2 separate regions of the Mus musculus genome follow, and region 2 is linked to region 1. The links are chromatin contacts, called in public Hi-C maps. All regions are on one chromosome and are shown on one strand. The core of a region is the stretch at or near the end of the contact, and the rest is flanking DNA. Distances in the headings are between cores, read along the strand shown. Region 1 overlaps Ambra1 (autophagy/beclin 1 regulator 1). Region 2 holds the start of Chrm4 (cholinergic receptor, muscarinic 4).

The links. Hi-C and Micro-C count contacts between places; a contact is called where the count stands out from the background.
Region 2: a Hi-C map of the N1E-115 cell line shows a contact between it and region 1, with 6 times the contacts expected there. The contact joins the promoter of Chrm4 here to the enhancer-like site in region 1. A contact is called at or near these places in 22 of 39 promoter capture datasets (the 3T3-L1 cell line, 3T3-L1-derived adipocytes, the C10 cell line and 15 more), 5 of 15 datasets of contacts at CTCF or cohesin (CD8 T cells, embryonic stem cells, large pre-B cells and 2 more), 149 of 484 Hi-C or Micro-C datasets (the 3T3-L1 cell line, 3T3-L1-derived adipocytes, the 63-12 cell line and 90 more), 31 of 115 datasets of contacts at active chromatin or transcription factors (the 230-238 cell line, CD8 T cells, T-cell acute lymphoblastic leukemia and 22 more) and 5 of 9 other capture datasets (adipose tissue, embryonic stem cells, liver and 2 more).

Annotation. Positions count from the first base shown.
Region 1 is chr2:91,792,187-91,798,899 of GRCm38.p6, reverse strand. All of the region lies in intron 7 of Ambra1 (autophagy/beclin 1 regulator 1), which reads right to left. Among named protein-coding and RNA genes, the nearest start is that of Ambra1, 65 kb to the right of the region's middle. Within about 2 kb of position 4,744, at least 6 of the 459 cell types and tissues checked have an H3K27ac peak or open chromatin away from gene starts, as enhancers often do. A contact at or near this core is called in the N1E-115 cell line, where this site is marked.
Region 2 is chr2:91,919,425-91,925,801 of GRCm38.p6, reverse strand. Chrm4 (cholinergic receptor, muscarinic 4) reads right to left here and starts at 3,613. Exons shown (of 2, transcript NM_007699.2): 1 at 3,459-3,613.

The sequences.
Region 1 (6,713 bases), core at 3,495-5,994:
TACTCAATGTTAAGTGGATAATAGCCCAGAAACTTAGGATACACAAGATATAAGATACAATTTGGTAAACCCATGAAACTCAAGAAGAACGAAGACCAAAGTGTGGACACTTTGCCCCTTCTTAGAAATGGGAACAAAACACCCATGGAAGGAGTTAGAGAGACAAAATTTGGAGCTGTGATGAAAGGATGGACCATCTAGTGATTGCCATATCCAGGGATCCATCCAAACGCTGACACCATTGCATACACTAGCAAGATTTTGCTGAAAGGACCCAGATATAGCTGTCTCTTGTGAGACTATGCCGAGGCCTAGCAAACACAGAAGTGGATGCTCACAGTCAGCTATTGGATGGGTCACACAGCCCCCAATGGAGGAGCTAGAGAAAGTACCCAAGGTGCTAAAGGGAACTGCAACCCTATAGGTGGAACAACAATATGAACTAACCAGTACCCGGGAGCTCTTGTCTCTAGTTGCATATGTATCAAAAGATGGCCTCGTCAGCCATCACTGGAAAGAGAGGCCCTTTGGACTTGCAAACTTTATATGCCCCAGTACAGGGGAATGCCAGGGCCAAAAAGGGGGAGTGGGTGGGTAGGGGATTGGGGGGGTGGGTATGGGGGACTTTTGGGATAGCATTGGAAATGTAAACGAGGAAAATACCTAATTTAAAAAAAAAAGATTTTATTTATTTTATGTGTATGAGTACAGTACAGCTGTACAGATGGTTGGGAGCCATCATGTGGTTTCTGGGAATTATACTCAGGACCTCTGCTCGCTTCGGCCCTGCTTGCTCTGGCCCAAAGATTTATTTATTATTATATGTAAGCAGACTGTAGCTGTCTTCCAGAAGAGGGCCTCAGATCTCATTATGAATGGTTGTGAGCCACCATGTGGTTGCTAGGATTTGAACTCAGGATCTTCAGAAGAGGAGTCAGTGCTCTTACCTGCTGAGCCAGTTCCCATTTTAAGCTTTTTAAAAGTTTACTTTTATTTTTTAAAAATTTACTTGGTTTTTCTGCTTGTTAAGATAGCACCAGATCCCTGGGAAGTGGAGTTATAGAGAGTTGTTAGCCACCATGTAGGTGCTGCTGGTATTTAAACCAGGGTCCTCTGAAAGAGCAGCCATGCTCTTAAGTGCTAAGCCATCTCTCCAGCCTCTATTTCTATTTTGAATTATGTGTATGCATGCATGTCATTATAAGGTATATACAAATGAGTATAAGTACCCATAAAAGCCAGAAAAGGACATTGACTCCCCTGAGGCTGTGGCTTAGGCCCTTATAACCAAGCTATCCAATATGGCTGGTGGGAATAGAATTTATGTCCTTTGTCAGAGTAGTAAATGCTCTTAACCACTAAGTCATCTCTCCGGCTTCTAAAAGAGATTTTTGTTGGTATTATTTTATTTTTTAAGGCAGGAAAATGTAACCTCTATCTACATAACCCTGGCTCTCTGGGAACTCACAGAGATCCGTCTCTGCCTTCCAATTGCTGTTAAAAGCATGTATCACCATGTATAGCTTAAAAAATGTCATTACCCTACTGTTCTAAAGCATGTTTGATAAATTCTAGGCTCTGAGTTGAGCTTTTAAAATAAAGTTTTATCATACACACACACTTTATCACATATGCATGTAATATGTATATAATCGGCACCTGGTTTGGAGGTAGGAACCAAGACAGAGTTGAATGATACTGAGAGAAACAATGCCTAAAATATTTACTACCTTTGAAGAAACTCTTTGAAGAAAAAGCTCTCCTACTTCTATCCAAAGTACATACTTACATAAAATTCTTTGAAAGACAGCCTATCAATGTAATTCTAGCTACTCCTTTGGTTATTACAGGATGATCAAAAGTTAGAGGCCAGCCTGGGCAACATAACAAGATCCTGGGGGCTAAGGTGGGAACATGATTGGAGGATACAACTCACTGTACGAGAGAGGGAGCCTTGTAAAGCTGACTATGTAAAGGAGAAAGAACAGGACTGCAGGATATGGCTTACTGACTTCAGGTTCTAACTGCACCTCACCGAAATAATAAAAGATTATTAAGCTCTGCAGAGGGCACAAGTCAAATTGTAAAATTCCTAACATTTTATATGAATGTTTTCTCTGATTAGTATTAAAAACATTTTCAAGAGGTTCTCTGTTTCACATGGATCTTTAATAACAAGAAAAAACTAAACCAATAAAAGAAAACTCTGGGGTGAAATGTGGTCAAGGGATATGAGACAGATTATCCGGAAGAGAAAGAGAACCTTCAGGTGGATCTGGTGGCACGTGCAAAAATTCCAGCACTGGGCAGTTGGAAGGAAGAGGATCATCTTCAGCGTAGTATAAGTTTGAAACCAGCCTGGACTACAAGAACCCCTTCTTAAAAACAAATGAATAAACCAAAACAAACTTTTATTTTAAATTTAATAAATACCAAAATTTGGGAAGCAGAAAGTCTGAAGTAGTCTAGTAATGACAACACCTCTTTACTAAACAATTGACCCTGGTTGTCACATTACAAAGAAAGACAGTATCCTAAGGCAACAAACATGTTCAGGCCTTCTCCAACCGGTGCAAACATCAAGTGTCAGAGCTGTGCAGCATCTGCAGGCAGAAGACCTCACTGGTGCCCCATGCCTTAAAGGGATAATTCCCTTACCTTGTCTATGGGACATCTACTGTTTAAATTCAGGGGCCAAATGCAAAGCAATAGCCTCCTTATGCCTAAAAACTCAAATTTAAATGCTGTACCTTGGCAGAGCAAGTTTCCAGTGAAATTTCCCTTTCCTTTTGGATATTTTATTCAGATGTTTTCATACTTTAATCTCAGAACTCCTTCAAAACCATGGAGCCAACAACTTTTTAAAAATATGGGATCTACTAATACTTAAAACCTTATTTCAAATTATAAATGGTAAGAGCACATATTCTCAATTAGTGATCAGTTATATAATTACATTATATGCCATGTGGTCTAGGAAACCCCACAATACCTCCGTGAAAGAATGTAGTGAAAAGACAAAGGACATCTCAACATTTAGAAAAGGCTCTAGAGGGCTGGTGAGATGGCTCAGTGGGTAAGAGCACCCGACTGCTCTTACTGCTCTTCCGAAGGTCCAGAGTTCAAATCCCAGCAACCACATGGTGGCTCACAACCATCCGTAACAAGATCTGACTCCCTCTTCTGGTGTGTCTGAAGACAGCTACAATGTACTTACATATAATAATAAAAAAAAAAAAAAAAAAAAAAGAAAAGGCTCTAGACTTCTGGAGTTCCCGACTATACTTTGAGAACTCCTGTTACAGATAAACTATACACTGCTGCATATAAAAATCCTTTGCCAGGCGGTGGTGATGCACGCCTTTGATCCCAGCACTTGGGAGGCAGAGACAGGAGGATTTCTGAGTTCGAGGCCAGCCTGATCTACAAAGTGAGTTCCAGGACAGCCAAGACTATACAGAGAAACCCTGTCTGGAAAAACCAAAAAAAAAAAAAAAAAAAAAAAAAAAAAAATCCTTCAAAACTCACTTCTAGCTTCTCCTGCCAAAAGTCCACTCTCTTAATACTCCACAGTATTTGGTAACTCTCTTAAGAGACAGAGATCTCCTGGGGCGGGGCATAGAGGTGAACACTTTTTATTCCAACACTTGAGAGGGAGAAGTGGAGACAGGTAGATTTCTGTGAGTCAAGACTAGCCTGGTTCATATCGTAAGCTCCAGGCTATCCAGGGCTACATAAACAGGCTCTCTTTTTAAAAAAACAAAAAAAAACAAAACAAAACCAGACCTTCTCCCTGCGGTTATTTATAAACATGTCTGTGTCGGCTTTTAGACTTACAAGCTACATAAAAGCTGGTATTGGTTCCAAGTCATCTTTTTATCACCATCAAAATTCACATCCTAATTAACATGTAATAGGAGACAAATAAATATCCACGCTTATGAATCAGCAGGCAGTCTAACTAGACTGGGAAGAATAAGAAAGAAAGCATATCTGATTGTTCTTTACTGACCCCATGAGTCTCAAACAAGGATGTGAGATGTCAAAAAATGCACACTAAAAAAATTCATGAAGGAAGGTTTTTAAAAACTGCTTATACATCATCCTTTATCCTTTTGGTCACTTAGGCCCTGAGGTTAAAGTGCTGACACAGTTGTCCTAATAAACATAATAAGCCTGATCCCTTGGAGGTTCATTAAATCATAAAGTCAGAAGCTGGCTTCTTGCCTAGGAAATGACCGTTGATGCTCCTAGACTATAAGTTCTCAAGAGACCTCTTAAAGAAACAGGGCAATGTTTGGAGGGGATAAAGAGGCAGTAGGTCAAAGAATCTTGGATGTAATGTTGCTTGCTAGATTTCTTAATCTTGCTCTGTAAGCCCCAGATCTCTGTCTCAGCGCATGCCCAGAATGGGAGATGACAAGTCTTTATTCTTTGTAAAAAAAAAAAAAAAAGAAATAATAATTGTGTGTTCTGAAATGACACCTCTATTATGATTTCCAAGTTGACATCTCTGATTTAAAGCAGAGGCATCAAAGCCTCCCTATTTCACACACTAGCAATTATCATTTAAGTTATCCAATGATAGGCATTCATCTGATCACTGTAGGGCCCCGTAGTTCTAGGGGTGCACTCAAGAGTACATGGTGCAGTTGCCAACAGAACCGGACAGACAAATCCTGTCCCTGCTGTGAGGGAGACCAAAACAGGTCCACAGCTGAAAGGGTAATAACATGGGGAGGGATGATGTGGGAAGGCAACCAGACATACTACAGAGAGAGCTCATGATGTCTGTGGTATGGAACAGCTTTATTTTATTATAACCAAGCTTAAACAAACCAGGACATGCAAAACAATGCCTTTTACCAGAAAAGCACAAAAACCATCTTTACCAAGCAGTACTGTATTCTGCAATACCTCTGGGTAATGAGCAGCAGACAGTGAAACATCAGAGCACAAGTAATCTAGCACAACATCTGTACCTAACTCACAATCATGATCTAGATAAAGTTAGCCAGACCCCTTTGGGAACATCTGACCCACTCCTCTTTGATAGCTGGCTTTGTAATAAATCCTCCACATATTATAATATAGCTATGAAACTTCCAATGTATAATGAAAAAATCACTTTTGTCTACATTTAACTCAAAGGTACAAGCTGAGGTATACAATATCTCTGAGAAACTTGGGAGGGTTGTTCACAGACCCCAGACCAGTTTTAGAATCAGGAATTTAAATCAGAGACTTTTTCACTAGATGTTACCTAAGAGCAGAACTCTGAAAACAGCCTGGTATACAGTAGTTCTATATATTCACATGCACATCTCACAAGCTGCAGCTGGAATGTACCTTACTTATGAGGCAACATATACGGGGGGGGGGGGAGGGGGTTGCGTGCATCCTAACTTGTTCCCCTAAAGTCATAAAATGATTTATAGAACTCCACAACTATGACTGCTGGGTTAACTTGATTCATATAAATCCTAAAAAATCTACCTCAAAACCCATTAATTCTACAAAGAACATGTCGATAGAACCAATACCAAGAAACATGTAACTATCTCCTAAGCTAGTTTTTCACATCTTTATTACTAAACTAAAGATTTAAAAATGCTTGACTAAGGCCAGTCATTAAAAAGTAATAGCCACTGGGTGGCACCTTTAGTCCCAGTACTCAGGAGACAGAGGCAAGGGGATTATTATGAGTTCCAGGACAGCCAGAGCCACACAAAGAAACCCTGTCTTTAAAAGTTAATAAAACAAGACAAAACAAAAACAAAACAATTCAGAACAAGGCCAAAATAAATGAGAGGGGGAAAAAAAAAGAGTAACAACCAAGACTGGAGAAGTAGTTCAGCAGTTAAGAGCACTTCATGCTCTTCTAGAGGACCTGAGTTTCATTCCTGCATGGTGGTTTGCAACTATCTATAACTGTAGTTCCAGGGGATCCAATACTCTCTTAAGGCCTCCAGGCATGCACATGGTGCACAGTTATACTTGCCAGGTAAACACCCATATACATAAAATACTGTGATAAAACATCTTTTAAATAGCAGGCTTTGACTTGACCTTCACATAGTTAAAATACTATATAATGAGAAGTAAAATCTTTAGGCCCAAACCAGAAAGGCAAGGAGAGGAAGCAAATAGAGCCTTACAAGAGATGTAAAAGAAAGCAGGGTAGGCTGGGTTTTATTAGCCATCACAGGGTCAGCTTTTCCAGCTCACATCCTCATGTAACAAGTTAGTCCTTGACCTAACACAGAGCTGGGAGTACAGGCCATTTTTTTTTTTTTTTTTTTTTTTTTTTTTGGTATCTGGGGTTCTGAGGGCTTCTCTTGGTGGCAGCTGACTTTGGCAATCTGCCTCCTGGATGTTCTACTTGCCCTTCCACCCTGTTCTTGATTAGCAACCACATAAATCCGGACTCAGCACCTGAGAATCCACTGGAATAACTTCTCTACCATTTCCCTCTGTCTAGACAACATGAAATTGTCATAAGAGACACCTAAAGTACAATTAGTAGAGAAACTGCAATTTCCACTCTCCTCCTCCGTTCCCCAAAAGAACTGCACATTAACGTCCTCCACCATGTCAATCATACAACCCTGATGAAGATTAACTCTGAGGAGTCTGGAAGCCATTTCATTTCCAGCTTGCTAAAAATTTTATAGTCCCCACTATAATTAGAACATGTAAATTGCTTTCTTTTT
Region 2 (6,377 bases), core at 2,364-4,863, 130 kb before region 1:
AAGAGTTCACATCCCACACAGAGGATGACCCAGCTAAAGTCCTACAGAGCCCCTCCCCAGAGTTTGCCTTCCCTCCCACCAGGCTCCCTTCATCTCTCCTCCTCCCCTTCCTCTTCCATACATGTGAGGGAGGCCCACGCCCAGCACGCTGTGCCAGGGCAGCCGCTCAGCCCAGCCTCCTTCACACCCGCCAACACACAAGCATTCCACATACGCACAAAGGCACCATCTCAGCCACACGCAGGTCGTATACGCAGTCCTGTGCGTCTGTGTGTGCATCTGTGTGTGTGTGCGTGCACGCGCGTGCATGCGAGCCTGTGTGTGTGTGTAAGAGGAAGAGAGGGTGCAGCAGCCAGCTGTGGAGGAACAGGCGCCAAGTCTGCAGCTTGGGTTCAATAGTAGGCCAGCAAGGTCTAGCTGTACAGTCCGAGGAGAACCATTTGCCCTCTGAGAACTAGTTCTGTCATTTACAAAATAGAGGATCTTGTCCCACTATGGCCTTTGAACAGCCAGGGGACCCCCTTAGCACCTCAGCTTGCTCTCCAACTGGAAATGGCACCAGCCAAGCTTGGGCCAAGCTCTCCAGCTCCAACACAAGAGATACAAGAGATTGCCTTCTGGCTTCAAAGTTAAATCCACTGGTCAAAGGAAGACAGGAGGAAGTGGGGTAGTGACACTCCAAGGTCACCCAAGGAGTCAAGGGCAAAAGACAGATCAGTTCTTTCAAGGGACTCCACAGTGGTATTCAGCTCCAAAATGGGGCCTTAAGCATCAGATGCTTGGAGGGTAGCATCAAGCATAGAGGCTGTTCTCCCTACCTCACCCCACCCCAAATACCCACTGGCAGGGACAGGGACGAGGCAGTAGGGGAGCCATTAGCATGCACCAAGGAAACCTTCACTTTAGTCTCTCAGGACCAGAGCACAGCCAGCAGCCAGCAGGATAAGAAGATGAAGGTGGGGAGGTGGGGGGCAAGATGTGTGAGCTAGGAAAAATACAATCTCTCTTGTTTATTGAGTCAGAAGCCCCTCAAAGTTTACTGCCTATAGCACCCAGACAAGGTAAGTACTATTGGTAACCTCCTCTTACAGACATAAAAGTCCTCTTACCGAAGGGCATCGTGATAATGAACCTGATCAAAGTCATCCATTCGTAAGAAGGGGAGGGTCTGCGACACTTTATCTCCAAGATATTCCCCAAACCACACAGGATAGAAGCCCCCCAAGATGCATCTTAGATGTGGAACCCTCATATTCCAGTTCCCTCACTTGGGTTTGACCTTTTGTCCTCCTGGGACCAAGAAACAGCCTTGACAAGTAAATGACCAGATGAATGGTGGGTGGTTTGGTCTTCCCGGAGCCCCGACAGATGCAGACTGGGTAAATTCAGTTTTCTCAACTTGGTCCCAGTTTTCTTTCTAGACTTCTCTGATAGTCTCTCAGATGTTCAGACCACAGCACCTTCAGGCACAATTCTCTGCCTCCCCCCCCCCCCCAAATCCCGCCCATCTAGAATCCGAGAAGGCAAGCAGCCATCACCCTGGCCTGTGAGCACCGCTAGATGGCAATGTCGGTCCCCGGTGCCAGCTCCGGACCCCGAGCCGGAGGTTCACCACGTCAAGTCCCAGAGTAAACCGCAAATACAGAAAAGCGTCAGGGCAGGGCTTCTCCCACAAAGGAGCAAAGGGAGGGAGATACTGCCTGTCTCCGTGGTCCCAGGTTGCCACAAAGGTCCCTTAGGTTCGGCCAGGGTTTCGAGGATGAAAAACTTTAGGGCGTCGGGATTCCACCCGCACCCCGCAAGGCACCCATCAAGGAACGTGTAGGTGGGAAAACGAGTGCGAGTTGTGTTTGTGTGTGACTACTCGGGAGCTCGAGTAGACACTAGTAGCTGTTTGCATGTGCCAGTGTGCGCCCCGCCACGCCTGGATACCGGTGCGCCTTTGAACGTGTGAGCATACCAGCGCCATGTGGACACGTGCGTGTGCATGTGTGTGCGTGTCTGGCCATAGAGCTTGGGTGGCCGTAACCGCGAATTTGTGTGCGGGAGCAAATGCTGGACTATCAGCGAATGACCAGTTCCCATGGCGGGAACCACCGGCAAGCGCCCGGTCTGTGGGTGGGGAAAGGGTTGAGAAAGGAGCAAAATTTGGGCTGCGAAGAAACCCTGACTTTGGAACCATTATCTTAGTGGCCCCAGGCACCTGGTCCTAACTGCATCGTCAAGAATGGAGAGCGTGCAGTCCCAGCAGTGGGCTGACTTCTGTCGAGAAGCCTCTGCGATAGTCGTCGAGCCGTGAGGGTCACCGAGCTCAGTTTGATGTGCCCTACGCATTGAGGGCAGGGGTAGAGCCTCCAAACGGGGAGCCCAGTCGAGGCCTGGGTCAGGAGGGTAAAATTGTTCTTCACTCTTCAACCCGCAACCCCTGGAGAGGCCCTGTCTAGTCCTGTCAGTCAAAATAGGCACCGAGTTCCCAAGCTGTGGGCTCAGGTCTATCTCAAAGACAATCTCGGGGCTTACCCTTGGGCCCATCTCCCGGCTCCATCACGTCTGGGTCCTGGTCGAAAGGGCCAAGGTTCTCCGATGCCCCGCCCTCCCATCAACCCCCAGGCACGCAGTTCCTGTAGTCTCTGGGCGTGGGCAATGTGCTTCCGCGGGTTCTCGAGCCCCTACCCCTGCTGGGGACAAGTCGGGAAAGGGTGCTCTGGGCGCCCGTGGGGTAGATTTTCGATTATTAAGTGATCACTTCAGGAAAGCTATGGCCCCCAGGACTGTTCCTGAGGCGGAGAGAAGCCTCTGTACTTTAGGGGAAGAGAGAGGGGTGCTGGATATTGGGCCAAATCATTGTGCCTAACACTTCCTCTAAGAGCTGGGAGGGTGGAGGGCTGGGAGATGTATCTCCCCGGATGAGTAAAAGAGAGGGTACTCCTGGAGAGGGGGAAGGGAAACAGGAGAGAACAGGGGTGTTTTCCGTCGGGGCTCAAGGTCGCGGACAGAGGACTCCAACGGGCTAGAGCGTACTGGAGGCTCCCGGTGGGCCAAGGTGGGAACGGAGGGCAGGGAGACGGGCGGGAAACGGGCGCTTTGGGGCTTCATCTTCCGGCGCCTTGAAGAAGAGCCAACGGGAGGGAGTGAGGGAGTGTGGGTCCTGACCCGACGGCTGCTCTGCTTCGGGGTTGGGCTGTGGGCTGGGACTATTCCTCCCCTAGCCTTCTCAATGATCACCAATCCCTAGAGGTTCACCTAGAGAAACCTTTTAGAGACCTGGGGTCCTTCTTCCAGAGGGGTGCCCCATCTCTGAGCTCTCCGCCCCTTCCGCACCGCGCTTGCCTTTCAAAGGGGTCTGGGGCCCTGTTCCAGCCCGACCCACCTCTGGAGACCTTCAGGGGGTCCCAGAACCCTACATCCTCATCTTGCATAGAAGCCCCCCGCCCCCGCGATTCCGCGGAGTTACTCACCCGCTGCTTCTGTCTTGCTCCGCTGGCGCCGGACAGACGGCGGAACTAGCCAGAGGCCCTGCGAGTCGGTGGGGTGGGCGACTGGGCCGGGGGCCGGGGGCGGGGACAGGGTGCCAAGGGGCGGCCCCTGCTTCGCCTGCAGCTCCCGGCGCTGTGGCTCCGACTCGCGCTCACGCTCGCACTTTTCTCCGAGCCGCGTGATGTCACAGGGAAGCAGCCAATCGTGGTGGGGACGCACCGCCCGCCCGGGGCCGGTCACCCAGCGGCGACGCGCGGGGGTCACCACCTGGAGTGTCAGGCACCCTTGATGCTCACACCCTTCCCGGGAGATGGCCCGCAACTCCGGACTCCAGCACCGAGGGCACCGCCCACAGTCGCCAGGGAGGATTAGCCTCCGGCTCTGCCCTCCGGGGGGTGGGGTGGGGGCTGTCCGCGTTGTCATGGGGACTAGGCGCCCCCTCGCGGGCTGGGGAAGAACCAGGCGGCCAAGCTTGGCTATGAGCCCCGCCTCCGCCCTAACCACGCACTCTGGACACCGAAGTGTTTTCGAACCTCTCCACGGCTTGTAGCCCCTTCGTCGTTCCGCCTGAGGTTAAATCCTGGTCTTGAGGGTTTGGCCCCAACAGGCCCCTGGTGTGCGGCGGGGCAGATCTAGCAACGTGCTTCTGTCGGGACAGAGCGCTGCCTGATAGCCGCTGGACAGCCAAAAGACTGCAGCCGTCGGGGCCTGGGGAAGAGCAGGTGAGACTGGACAGGCGAGCATCTACCCTGGCTAAAGATCTTGTCACTCTCCACGCCCGGGAAGGGACGCGCATTAGCTGTGAGACTGAAGATGGCACGAGTCTCCTATCCAGCCGCGAATGAGTTCATCGCTGCCTATGTGGGGAAGCCAGGTGCCCAAGGTCACCTGGGACAGAACAGGCCATGAAGGAAAGTCCAGTCTCCTAGACCTCCCGCAACAGTACTAGGCTAAGGCCCAAAGTAGGCAGGTTCAGCACCTCGGACAGCCCCACACGTCCTTGGTGCGAAGGCCAGTTGCTCAGATCAAGCACCCGCCAGCCAGGGTTGAATGCACCCCTTCGCGCCCGGGGTCCTGAGTACCGGTCACCCACAAAGCTTCTTGAGTGTCAACAGCCAATTAACTTTAAGCCGGCTGACTTCTTGGAAAAACCACCTGAGTCTCAGCTCTCCTCTACTCTCCTGCAAGGGCTGGTAGGGGCTCCTGGGGACAGTGGTAGTGGTAGGGATAGCTTTGTAACGACAGAGGAGTTAGGAACAGAGAATGAATGAGTGGAGACTTGAGCTAGAGTCCGTGAGAGAAGGCTCCTGGTTCAGGTTTCTCCATGCTGAAGAGAGGGACGTCAACATTGGACAAAGTTGAGGGCAGGCTAGTGTGAGAAGCCATCTTCCCTCCCATGGGCGCTTTGGTCTTCCATGATCCTCTGAAGGAAAAAATGAAGGAAGTGCTATTGTTCTTGCCCCCACTTCACAGGAGAGGAGAGGCTCAGTTGTTACCGACATCTTCCACTTTACCATATCCCCCTCCCTGGGGGCCAGGAGCAGGGTGCTCTTGGGAGAGTGAAAGTGTTGTGTGTATGGGAGAGGGCAGAATGTTAAGCCGTCAAATGAGGAGACTTGTTAAGGACAGGAGGGTCCAGAAAACAAAAACGCCTCCAACCACGGGCAAAGCCAATGCAATCTGTGAAGCCTGGGCCTTTACCTCACCCACCTACATCTCAGAGCTCACGGGTGAACTCTGGAAAGCTGAGCTGGAACTAGGGGACCCAATTTAGTCTCTCTGCTTTCTTTGTTCTAACTGGGTCTTGGAACGCTTTCTTAAGGGACTACCAGTCTTTATCCTGCTGACACCATGTGGTTGTAATGTGTAAGGGGTCCTGCAAAGGCTTACCACTAAGGAGGCTCTCCCTGGATGTGGACTTCCTAAGGAACTGGTGTGGAGACAAGGTATGACTAACCAATCAGAACGGGTAGTTAAGGCATGCTCACTTTTAGACCACTATATCACAAACCCTCTTTATATCCTGTTTGCAATCAACTAGAGAGCATGTTCGGTTTCCCCTGTGCCTTGACTTCTGTGTTGATGACAGACCCAGCTGTGTGTACCTTGGCTGTTAGTCACGTGGTCCTGATAACTGAAGTCATTACTTGAGGGGTTTTGATGGGGGTAGATCAAGCACACTTAGCACATTGTTTACACTCAAGAAATTCAGAGTCTCTCCTGTCAAACCAAGGCATACATCTGTTTGTAGTAGAATAAGCTTGGCAGTGGGTGTCCTTCCACCCATCAAATATTTTAATTCAACTTCTTTCCCTTAAAGGAAGGCAGGTCTCAAGATGCCTGTACTCTGCGAGTTGCAGTGGTTTGATTGATTTTATGGGTCTGAAAGTAAATTGAAGGAGTTCCGTAGTACACTCCTGCAAGGAAGGTCAAGGCACAGAAAAGGCAAGTGGCTTGTCCAAAGTCACACAGCTAGTGGATGTTTACTGACACAATCCACTGGCAGTACCCTACAGTGAACTGCAGATACAGTTCACAGTACCTCAGTTTGCATTACTTGCTTGGCCATTTTTGTTTTCATCTTTGTTGTGTCAGAACCTGTAATTCTCACCATCCCCACCTCCACCCAGTATCCTACCTGTGGTAGTCCAGCTGCTGGCAGTTCCTTGGATTTTCTACTATACTTTAAAGAAATATTTTTATGTATATTGGTGTTTTGAATGTTTATCTGTATGAAGGTGTTGGATCCCTTGGAACAGGAGTTAAGACAGTTGTGAGCTGTCATGTAGGTGCTGGGAATTGAACCTGGGTCCTCTGGAAGAGCAGCCAGTGTTGTTCTCTGCTGGGCCATCTCTCCAGCTCTTTATTACACCTCTTTAAAGCCCCTCTCACTTTCTTTC